2 separate regions of the Mus musculus genome follow, and region 1 is linked to region 2. Evidence: chromatin contacts called from public promoter capture Hi-C data. All regions are on one chromosome and are shown on one strand. The core of a region is the stretch at or near the end of the contact, and the rest is flanking DNA. Distances in the headings are between cores, read along the strand shown. Region 1 holds the start of Sult1a1 (sulfotransferase family 1A, phenol-preferring, member 1). Region 2 overlaps Xpo6 (exportin 6).

Region 1 (5,189 bases), core at 1,600-4,099, 500 kb after region 2:
CAGTATCTGGGCAGGACAAGGTGGCCACCCCACTCTGCCACTCACCTGGGGTTCTGAGCCATGCCTCCCTCGGTGCTCAGTGGTAGGGATCTTTGTGTAGGCTTTGCAATGTGGGGAATGCAGAATTGGTCTTTGAGCTGGAGATTTTGTGTCCCAAGTGGGAGGAAGTGGAAACAGTGCTAGGACTGGCTGTTCTCCAGAAACAAAAAGGGGAGGAGGTGGAGTAGGGCAGGGTTCTGTTAACCATACTGTGGACTGTGGGTTTAGCCTGTTCAAAACAAAACAAAACACCAATCAGGCCACAGCATGGACAGTGGGTTTCTTTTGCTCTGCTTCTGACTCCTTCCTAACTTACCTAAACTTAAGGTAGAACAATGGGACTTTTCTAATTAACCCACTCTGGCATAGGGAAGAAAGTAGCCAGATGGGGACACCTGCTGGCTCCAAGCCAGTCTTGAGGACACCTTGGGCTTCGATCAGAGCAACCACAGCGATGCCTGGAACCTCTGACGTCAGGGAAAGTCCAGAATGATGGGAAGGAGCAAGGTCAAGGAACTAGAGGTGCAACAGAGTTGGAGGGGTGTTCATGGGAGTGTGAGTCTAAAGGCCCTGGAAGGTGCCCCTGCCTTCATGGCTCTAGTCTACCTCATCCAATACCACACGTGACTGGTGGAGATCAGTCCCTAGAAAGATTTTCACCCTCTGCAAAGACAAGAGGCTGCAGCTGGGAGAGACACACCTCCAGGAGTGAGGAGTGCCCCCTTGACCTCTGTCTGCTGTTGGAGTGAAGATGCAATATCAAGCTGCACTGGGGCTGCAGAGGCTCCTGTACCACAGCTGTGCACCTCCTGACCCTTACAGAGTTGTCATCTCAGAGGAGAGCTGTGCAAAGCTGGGCATCAGGACAAGACTTCCCATTTCTCTAGAGGAAATTGTGTTTGTTTGAGACTATGTAGACTGATGACAGGACCACTCCGAGGTGTGACTGAGGGGAGGATTTTATTGTAGATGCTAGGGAGAGTTCAGCCATAGTGATCTGGAAGAGTCCAGAGAGAAAGAAGTGGACTGAATATGACCAGAAAACTGGACTTGGCCATGAGAAGTGGGTTTGGGCATGGGATAGCAAGAGATGAAGACAAAGACGAGGACTTGGAGAGTGGGGTTGGGGGATGCGTAGCTGAGATAGCTGGGTTATAGGACAGTGAGAAGCTGGTAGAAAGGGAGCCTCTGGGCCAGGGGAGCGAGAGGAGCCAAGATGCCAGCATGCCTTTTAGTGTGCTAATAGGTACCACAGATCTGTTCCTTCTGCCAGAATAAGGGAATGGCTCCTTTAGTAGAGGAGAACTGCTTCGAGAGATCCTAAAGAATGCTGGCTTTGGAACTGACAGAGACAAGGTCTCATACTGGATCCTAGGCTGACTAGGAATTCACCATGTAATCCAGGGTAGACTTGATCTTGTGGCAATTCTGCTCCAGCATGTCAAGGGCTAAGATTGCAGGTATGAATGTATATATTCATATATTATGTCATCTTTTTTCTTGTGGGTGGGCGTTCGGATCCAGTGCCAGGCCTTAGAGCCATGGGATCTACTAGCATGCACCTATGAAGAGAACTGGTACCAGTGGAGAGGGGATCCTCTCAGAACTTGGTACCTATACAGAGGGCCACCAGCAGAGCCGCATCGCTGGAGGGACAGTGTTGAGTTGCAGCTCAGAACTGTATCTTTCCCAACATTTTGCTCGCAGGTTACAGACTGGAAAGCTTTGCTGGTACACCTGCTGCCACTGAAGCAGGGAGAAAGAAGAATAAAGACCAAAGGGTCCAGCTTTGGACCAGCAGGATAGCTCAGATGGTAAAGGCACTTGCTGCCAAGCTTCATGGTCTGAGTTCAATCCACAGGACTCTTACAATGAAAGGAGAGAACTGACTGCTACATGACACATAAATATGTGTACACACTTGCACATAAACAATATATGTGTGTATGACTTTTATTTTTTTTTAATTTAAAGTTCGTGTCTTTATCCCCAGAACAAGCTTAAACCTTAAGTCCACATGTGGCATTTTGTGTGAGAGAACTCCTGAGGAATCCATTTTGGCCCTGTGCATACTTAAAAGGTCTGTCTCTACCCTGGTTCTGTCTTGGAAGAGGCATATTGCTTGGCACTAAGATACTTGGGTGGGGGTGGGGGGGCTAAAAACAAGAAGTAATCACAAATCAGTTTTTGGGGGGAGGTTTGAGACAGGGTTTCTCTGTGTAGCCCTGTCTGTCCTGGAGCTCACTCTGTAGACCAGGCTGGCCTCAAACTCAGAAATCCACCTGCCTCTGCCTCCGAAGTGCCGGGATTAAAGGCGTGCACCACCACTGCCCAGCCACAAATCAGTTTTACTAGCTATAGTTCCTGGGAGGTCAGTGGCTGTGTAAATATTTGTAGATGAGAAGACTAGATAAATCCAATGGGAAGATTGACTGCTGGTGGCCCCACCCTCATTAGCTAAGAGTAAGGTGACTGAAGACTGCCAGCTCTTAAAGTGGGGGACATCACCTACCCTTTGTGTGTGTGTGTGCAGTTTTGTAGGAACGGGAACAGAATCGCAAGAGAGTAAGAGATGGCACAAGCTCATGACTACCTCAGCTGTGCAGATGTATGGGAAACTCCATGCAGCGCCTCCTTCCTGCAGGGAGTTTGATGTTAAGCTAGAGAAGAAGGTACTAAGATGGGTCCTCTAGTACTAGATCTCAGGCACTCAGAAAGCTTATCTGGGCTTAGACATCAGCAGCCCCAAAGTATACAAGCTGAGGAGTCTCTGGAGTGAAACGAGAATCTGCAGTTTTCTAGTACACGAGAAAGAGGGGTTGTAACTGCTGAGGGACTGACCTTTGAACTCTGGGCTCAGCACCAGTTTAAACAGAATAAAGTGGGAAAATCTCCAACTTAACTGCCTCTCCTGACTTCTGGGCTCCACATTTCAAACCCAGAAGCAGCTACTCCAAGACACTTTTTTTGTTTTTATTTCCCACAACCCTAGTGTTTTCCCTCTCTCTATACTCTCACTGTTTTCAATTGTATTTTACTTTGAGAGGTGTTGTGTAGTTCCCAGTGGTCTTAAACTCTGTACATAACTTGAGGGTGGTCGTGATTCTTGATCCTGCTCCTGCCAAGTGCTGGGGTACTAGGCATGTGACACCACTCCCAATTTGATCTTATTTTTTAAAGTTTAGGGGTTTTTTTTCTCCTCTTATGTTTATCTAATTTTGCTCACATACCTCCTCTTTAGTGTACATTTATTTTATTTTTGCTATTTTCTCTCCTGTTTCCTAACATGTTTTTCTTATCTTCTGTTTCTTACAGCTATAGATTCCTGTTATAATAAACACTAATTGGGGTTTTCTAACCCACCTAGATCATTTAGCTCCGGAATAAAAGATACAAGCCGGTATATTTATAATAAGTCTTAGAGCTGGGCAGAGATCAGCCCTCTATGCTATTTTGTCTACGTCCCTGTCAATAACCTCGGGAACTCACTTGCCATTTTCTGTCTGGGCCTCCTTCTCCAGCTGGCGGGTCCTCATGACCGTGCTGCCCTGATGCACCTACCCCTGGTCATCTTCTTCCTTCCTTCTCTCTTTTCTTCTCAGACCTGGGAACTGAAGGCCCTCCTACCCCTCTTCTGCCCAGACATCTTTAGTTACCAGTAGTTTTAACTTAAGGAATAAGATTGCACAACAAAAGCTACTCAAAGTGAAAGTTCACTTCTAACTGGATCTAAGGGGACAGAATTTAGCATTACAATGCCAAACAGCAGACCAACCTCAACAAATTCTAACTTCTTCTCTTTTTTCACTCAAATACTGTTTTACTTTTACCTATTTTTTTGTGTTTTTTGAGACGGGGTCTCTCTGTTATGTAGTCCTGGAATAGATCTGTAGTCCAGCTTGGCCTCAAGCTCATAGATGTGATTCTATGAGCACATATAGTTGTGCTCACCTCTGCCTTCTGGGTTCTGGGAGTAAAGCAGACCTCACTGCCCAGGCACGCTTGTTTGGGGGCAGTTTATTTTCTGTACTTTATGACAGCATCAGAGTTGACTTCACATTTAGAGAGTTTCCTGACCCCACCCCCACCCCCTTCCATTAGACAGGGCTTCTCTGTGTAGCCTTGGCTGTCCCGGAACTCACTCTGTAGACCAGGCTACCCTCAACCTCAACTTTTGCCTCCTGAGTGCTGGGATTAAAGGTATGTGTGTGTCACCACCACTCAGCTAAAGTGCATTTCTATATTTGGTTTGACTTATACTACTGTTGGTTGGTTGAACTGCTTCTACCCCCTGAGGAATACTGGGGATTGAGTCCTCAAATGACAGTCAATCATAGCCACCCCAACAGGTGCACAGATCAGAAGAAGAAAAACAAGGTCTGATGGTCCCTCTAAAAGAGCGTAACACTTCAACTGCCAAATCCAAGATACTGAAATGGGTAGCGTGCTGGAGAAAGAATTCAGAAGTTAGGCAGAGAATTTAGTTGAGCAGTTAAGAACACTTTTCTTCCAGAGGATGAGTTCAATTCCCAGGACCTATATCACAGTCCTTTGTAACTCCGGCTCCAGGGAGTCTGATACATGTGTTCACGGGGGGCACCAACACTCACAGGCAGACATTTTTCAGTTGAAAGACATCTAGGTTGTTTCCAGTTTCTGGCTTGCCATGGACTACCCCAGTCGGGTATGGGGGTCCTTGAAAGCTAGGTGGGAAAGGGTTTGGCGGTGACACAGGAACAAACACAGAGGTGGTTTCAATCTCCGTGTACTTTGCAGCTCTCAAGCAAGGGTTTTTTGGTTTGGTTTTGGTTTTTCAAGACAGGGTTTCTCTGTGTAGCCCTGGCTGTCCTGAAACTCACTCTGTAGACCAGGCTGACCTCGAACTCAGAAATCGCCTGCCTCTGCCTCCCGAGCGCTGGGATTAAAGGCGTGCGCCACTACTGCCCAGCTCAAATATTGCAACTCTTGAAGATGTGTTCAGTGAAGCAATCATAAATACCATCATTAGGCAGAGTAAAGTGCAGAAGTCAAGCAAACATTACAACTATGAAAAGAAATATTCAATGAATTACAAACAGAACAGTCAGGGCAGGTGACATCATTATTAATAGAAATCATCCAAGCGTAACAACTCTAAAAGGGTGTGTTCA
Region 2 (5,366 bases), core at 2,668-5,167:
TTTTACATTTCTTAACTTATGTATTTTTACTTCATGTGCATTGGCATTCTGCCCACACTTACACTGAGTGAGAGTGTAGGGTCCTCTAGAACAGGAGCTACAGACAGTTGGACAGCTGTGAGCTACCATGTGCGTGGGTGCTGGGAACTGAACCTGGGTCCTCTGGGAGAGCAGCCAGTGCTCTCAACCACAAGCCATCTCTACAGCCCCAATCAAAAATACAACATATACAAAATAAATAAGTAAAACTAAAAAGTAAAAACCCTAAGAGTTAGAAGAGCAGCCCAGACTATGTATCCAGTCAAATGAAAATGGCACTTTTTCTCTCAGGCCTGACAACATCAGCTAAAACTCAAAATTAGCAAGCATTAATTGCCTAGCTACCCACCATCGCCTGTGGGCACAATGCCTATTAACTACCTTGATACATGCACTAACTATGATCCCTGCCAGCAAGCCTGGCCAGTGCAAGGTCGCCATGACAACACTGCAGCTGACTCCTGTGCCAGCTCCCTGCAACCCTAAGTACAACTCGGCAGTCTCACTAAACATTATTCTACAGAAGGAGGGCTATGAAGACCTGGGTTCAATCCCCAATATTCACAACACAGCTCCTAACTTTCTACAACTCCAGTTCCAGGGAATCCTACACCCTCTTCTGACCTCCTCCATGCACACACAAACGTACATTCAGACAAAACACTCATACATAAATTGTTTAAAAAAAATAAGTCTTGCCGGGCGTGGTGGCGCACGCCTTTAATCCCAGCACTTGGGAGGCAGAGGCAGGCAGATTTCTGAATTTGAGGCCAGCCTGGTCTACAGAGTGAGTTCCAGGACAGCCAGGGCTACAGAGAAACCCTGTCTCAAAAAAAAAAAAAAAAAAAAAAAAGTCTGAAAGTGAAAGATGGTGGCATGTCCTGATAATTAAAAGCTTCTATGTAACTCAAAGACACAAGAAAACCAGAGAATGTGAGTTATAACTGGAAATGACATTCTGGGCTCAAATCAGCTGATCCCTAAGCCTGATCCTGGCAACACCCTGGTCTACATTCTTCGCCCATTCCCCCACTGTCAAAACACGCTGATCTCACAGCATCCCCACTTGAAAAATTCTATTCCACTGAGCTATAGCCCTAGTCTGCATAAAAGTTTGATTCAGACATGAAGATTTTATACAAGGTTCCACTTTCAATCCATTAATGCACAAATGTAAACAAAGTTTCATGAGCAAATCAAAAGTTCAAAGAAAAACCAAAGGCATTTCTATTACAATGACAAGAGTTCGAAAGAATCAGAGTGGAAAATTATAGGAGACTAATATAGAGCAAGATCTGTCTATTTCGGTAAAAATTGTATCTAGCATTTTCACTATAAATGTAAGCATGTTAGTAGCATAAACCTGAAGAGGAGGTCACAATGGTGCAGGAGGATAATCAGGGTAATCAGAGAACCAGCATAGCAAGCAAGGTGCTCCTCCTCAGGCAGGCGCTGCCTCGCTCCTAGCCCTTTGTCTAGACACATTCTATTTCTCTACCGTGTACTCCTCAGAAAAGAAAGGTATGTAGGGTGCATGCTATCAGATGACATGATGCTTCAAGGAAGCTAGCAAAACCAGGCTAGAGCAAAGATCTCCTAGACACCTGAAAAGTCTCAACCCCATGGGGACGACTTTGGGTGGTACTTAGACTGGACCAGGAGGTTTAACTGAGTCAAGCCAATGGAAACAGAAATGAGTCTTTAAGGTTCTGAGGCAAGGACAGACCTTAAGGAAAGGGAAGCAACAATACAGTGAGTACTGAGCAGTCTCTCTCACACACACAGAAGAATGTTCAAGAAAGGATTCAAAGGAGAAAGACTGCTTAAGCAGCACAGTGGGTGATGTCTCTGAGGCAGGTATGATACTTGAATAAATTATCTTCTTTCTAATGTGCTTGATTAACATTATTATGGTACTGAATATAAAAATCAAAAAAGTAGGCCCCCAAGACAACAAGTACTTACACCTCCATGTTCTCTGTTGAAGAGCCTTTGTTCATGAAAACCACAGAATGGGGATGGTGGTGGGGAAGAGAAGGAAGAGAAGGAAGAGAACATGACTGAGAAGTCTCTGAGGTCGACCAGCTAGGGACTCATCAGACTCCACTGTGTCTCACTGTGACCACTCTGACACTTTCATAAATTGTTCTTATTCTGAATTAATGGTGAGCCTCTTTCAACAACACTACTGAGATCAGGAACAAAGCAGAGGCTTTTCCTCGACTGAAAAGCATGAAACCCAATCACTATGCTAGGTGTGCAAGCCTTACAAGCCCTACCTGCCCAACATGAACCAGAGCAAAGCAGCCAAGAATTCAAGGGGCACATATAGGTTTGACCAACCAAGGGATCAGTTCCTTCTTCCCCAAACCCCACTTACCTATCTCCCGCTTCCTTTCATTGGTTGTGCAGTCATGGAAAAATTCCGTCATCAGGCTTTCCAACGCCCTGAGGGAGGCTTCTTCTGATGCCTGGCAAAGGGATTTGAGAAAAATCAGTAACTGCTCTGCCCTCAGTGCCTTCCAACTCCTGTCCACAACAAGAGTAATTTGCTTCCCAAAACATCTTGGTTCAACATTCTTCAAATGCATAATGCAAGCCAGAAAAATAGGAAAATTTCCATCTGGCTTAGAAGCCAACTTTAGTATCTCCTACAAATACATGCCATGTAATTTTAATTATTTATGTTAAGGAAGAGAAAAACAAGTAATTCAAAATGTAATTATAGAGTGAAGCTGAAAGCAAATGAACAGTCCTGGCCTGGGCTGAAGAGGTAGAACAAACATCCTGGGAGGCCTACAGGCCCTCCAGAGACAACCTGGGACCCCTTGCCTGAATAATTATTAATACAGGCAAAGGTAAGCCACATGGCCTCTTGTGGTTTCTGAAGGTGCTTCAGGAGTCTTGCATACATTCAGCTTTCAATCTCACATGAACAGCCAGGAGTTGAATGTGTATACAGCTAAGAACAAAGCTTAGGCAGGCACGCAAAGTTTAACTTCTGCTGCAGATCCACAAAGGACAGACTGAGAAGAGACAACAGCTAAGAAGGAGGCCCTTGAGTCAGGCATGGTAGTGCACATCTTTAATCCCAGAATTCCAGAGGCAGAGCAAGGTGGATCTCTTAAGTTTTAGGCCTACAGAGTAAGTTCCAGTATAGCCAAGGCTACACAGAGAAACCCTGTCTCAAAAAAGAAAAAAAAAAGAAAATGAAAAAACCCAGCCCGAGGCTGTGAGTGCACCCCAGTTCCCTCTTGCACATAGATCTCCACTTCCTTTTCACTCAGCAAGAGAACAGATGCATGTACCAGTAAGCTTGATTCTAAACCCCATGCAAAGTCTAATGCCACATTCCTGTGGTCTTAGCACTAAGAAGGCTGAAGCAAGAAGATGGCAAACAAGTTCTAGGCCAACCTAGACTGCAGACCAGATTTCATAAAACATTTTTAAGTAATAGTATCGGAAACCACTCCATACAGTTTGTGTGCAAAAAAGTTGAACATCTACAAGCTATGTCTGAACCCTCATTGGCATTATCTACTTGAGAACTCCTGTTATTTTAGTTAGTTCTTAATTCTTTTCCTAACTGTTTCCTTTCCCCAAATGTCCTTTACTAGCAGATAGCAGAGCCTTTTAAGACAACAGGATCACTTTTAAACCTGTTTCCTGCTGAACTCTGAGAAGTCTGGAAGCCTCTAGCCGGTCATTTACTACTATGGAGACAGAAACTTCAGCCATCTCCCCTAATAAGCGAAATTACAAGAACAGCACCACACACACCACCAACATTGCCAGTCAAGGCTGTGCCTCCCACACTGCCGGCACAGAAGGCTAAGGTACAACCCAAGAGGCTCCGTCAACTGTAAGGCAATGCAGCACATGAACGTGCACATGCAGCAGAACCATCAGAGGCAGCGCCAGCTATTTCCTAACAAGCACAGATCCAGGCTATTGACATTTTGATCACTTCAATAATTCCAACACTACTGTGTTTCACAGGATATTACAAGGATCAAATATGGTGATCTATATACAAAACCGCAGGATAAACTAAGAAGGCAAGGATGGCTACACTGATATTGACTTGGTCTTAGATACGAAATAAAAACAGGCAGGAGCATTGCAAAACAAAAGTAGTCAGATCTCCTCCACTGTACTCATTCATGTCTGCAGAGGGTACCAAACAGAATCACTATCACTTCTCAGCAATATCAAAATTCAAATTGTGTTCATTTACAGTGGTTAAAAAAGGAGTCCCAGGGCTGCCCCTCTCTAACGCCAGCATTGCCTCATTTGCCAAGCTCCAGCCGAAGGAGAAGGAGGGTAAGTAAGGAGGTGCCCATACCATTGCTCGTACAAAGCAGACTGCCCGAAAATCCACCGGTGGTAAAGAACCCAGGAAACAACTGGCTACAAAAGCCGCTCGCAAGAGTGCGCCCTCTACTGGAGGGGTGAAGAAACCTTATCGTTACAGGCCTGGTACTGTGGCACTCCGAGAAATCAGACGCTATCAGAAGTCCACTGAACTTCTGATCTGCAAGCTCCCCTTTCAGAGTCTGGTTTGAGAAATTGCTCAGGACTTCAAAACAGATCTGCGCTTCCTGAGGGCAGCTATTGGTGCTTTGCAGGAGGCAAGTGAGGCCTATCTGGTTGGCCTTTTTGAAGATATCAACCTGTGTGCTAACCATGCCAAATGTGTAAAAATTATGCCAAAAGATATCCAGCTAGCATGCCACATATGCAGAGAAAGTGCTTAAGAGTCCACTATGAGGGAAAACATTTCATTCTCAAAACAAAAAAAAATTGTTTTTCCTCTTCTTCCTGTTATCAGTAGTTCTGAATGTTAGATATTTTTTCCATGGAGTCAAAAGTACCTAAGTATATGATTGCGAGTGGAAACATAGAAAACAGAATCAGATATTGGCAGTTTCTCTACATTTACTTGTGTGTGAATTTTTAATATAAATGCAAGATGTAAAGCATTAATGCAAGCAGAATGTTTCGGCGAACACATTTCAACAGCTCCACTTTATAACAATTATAAATAAACCTGTTAAAATTGTCTGTACAATGCCAGCATTTGGATTTTTAAAAAATAAGTAAATTTCTTATTGACAACAACTAAATGGTGTTTGTAGCATTTTTATCATACAGTAGATTCCGCTCACTCACTATACTTTTCTGAGTTGTCCTACATGCAAGTACGTGTTTTTAATGTCGTCTGTCTTCTGTAAGTTTGTTATTAAAATACATTAAACTATTAAAAATAAGAGTCCCAGAGTTCACCTGAGTAAACAATCAGAACAGATGTAGAAGACAAACAGGAT

The links. Promoter capture Hi-C pulls out the DNA fragments that hold promoters and counts their contacts.
Region 1: a promoter capture Hi-C map of liver shows a contact between it and region 2, with 3 times the contacts expected there. The contact joins two enhancer-like sites.

Annotation. Positions count from the first base shown.
Region 1 is chr7:126,676,257-126,681,445 of GRCm38.p6, forward strand. Sult1a1 (sulfotransferase family 1A, phenol-preferring, member 1) reads right to left here and starts at 162. Exons shown (of 8, transcript NM_133670.2): 1 at 46-162. The coding sequence starts at 62. Within about 2 kb of position 2,850, at least 9 of the 459 cell types and tissues checked have an H3K27ac peak or open chromatin away from gene starts, as enhancers often do. A contact at or near this core is called in liver, where this site is marked.
Region 2 is chr7:126,171,739-126,177,104 of GRCm38.p6, forward strand. Xpo6 (exportin 6) reads right to left here. Exons shown (of 24, transcript NM_001311143.2): 2 at 2,420-2,510. Among named protein-coding and RNA genes, the nearest start is that of Xpo6, 26 kb to the right of the region's middle. Within about 2 kb of position 3,918, at least 27 of the 459 cell types and tissues checked have an H3K27ac peak or open chromatin away from gene starts, as enhancers often do. A contact at or near this core is called in liver, where this site is marked.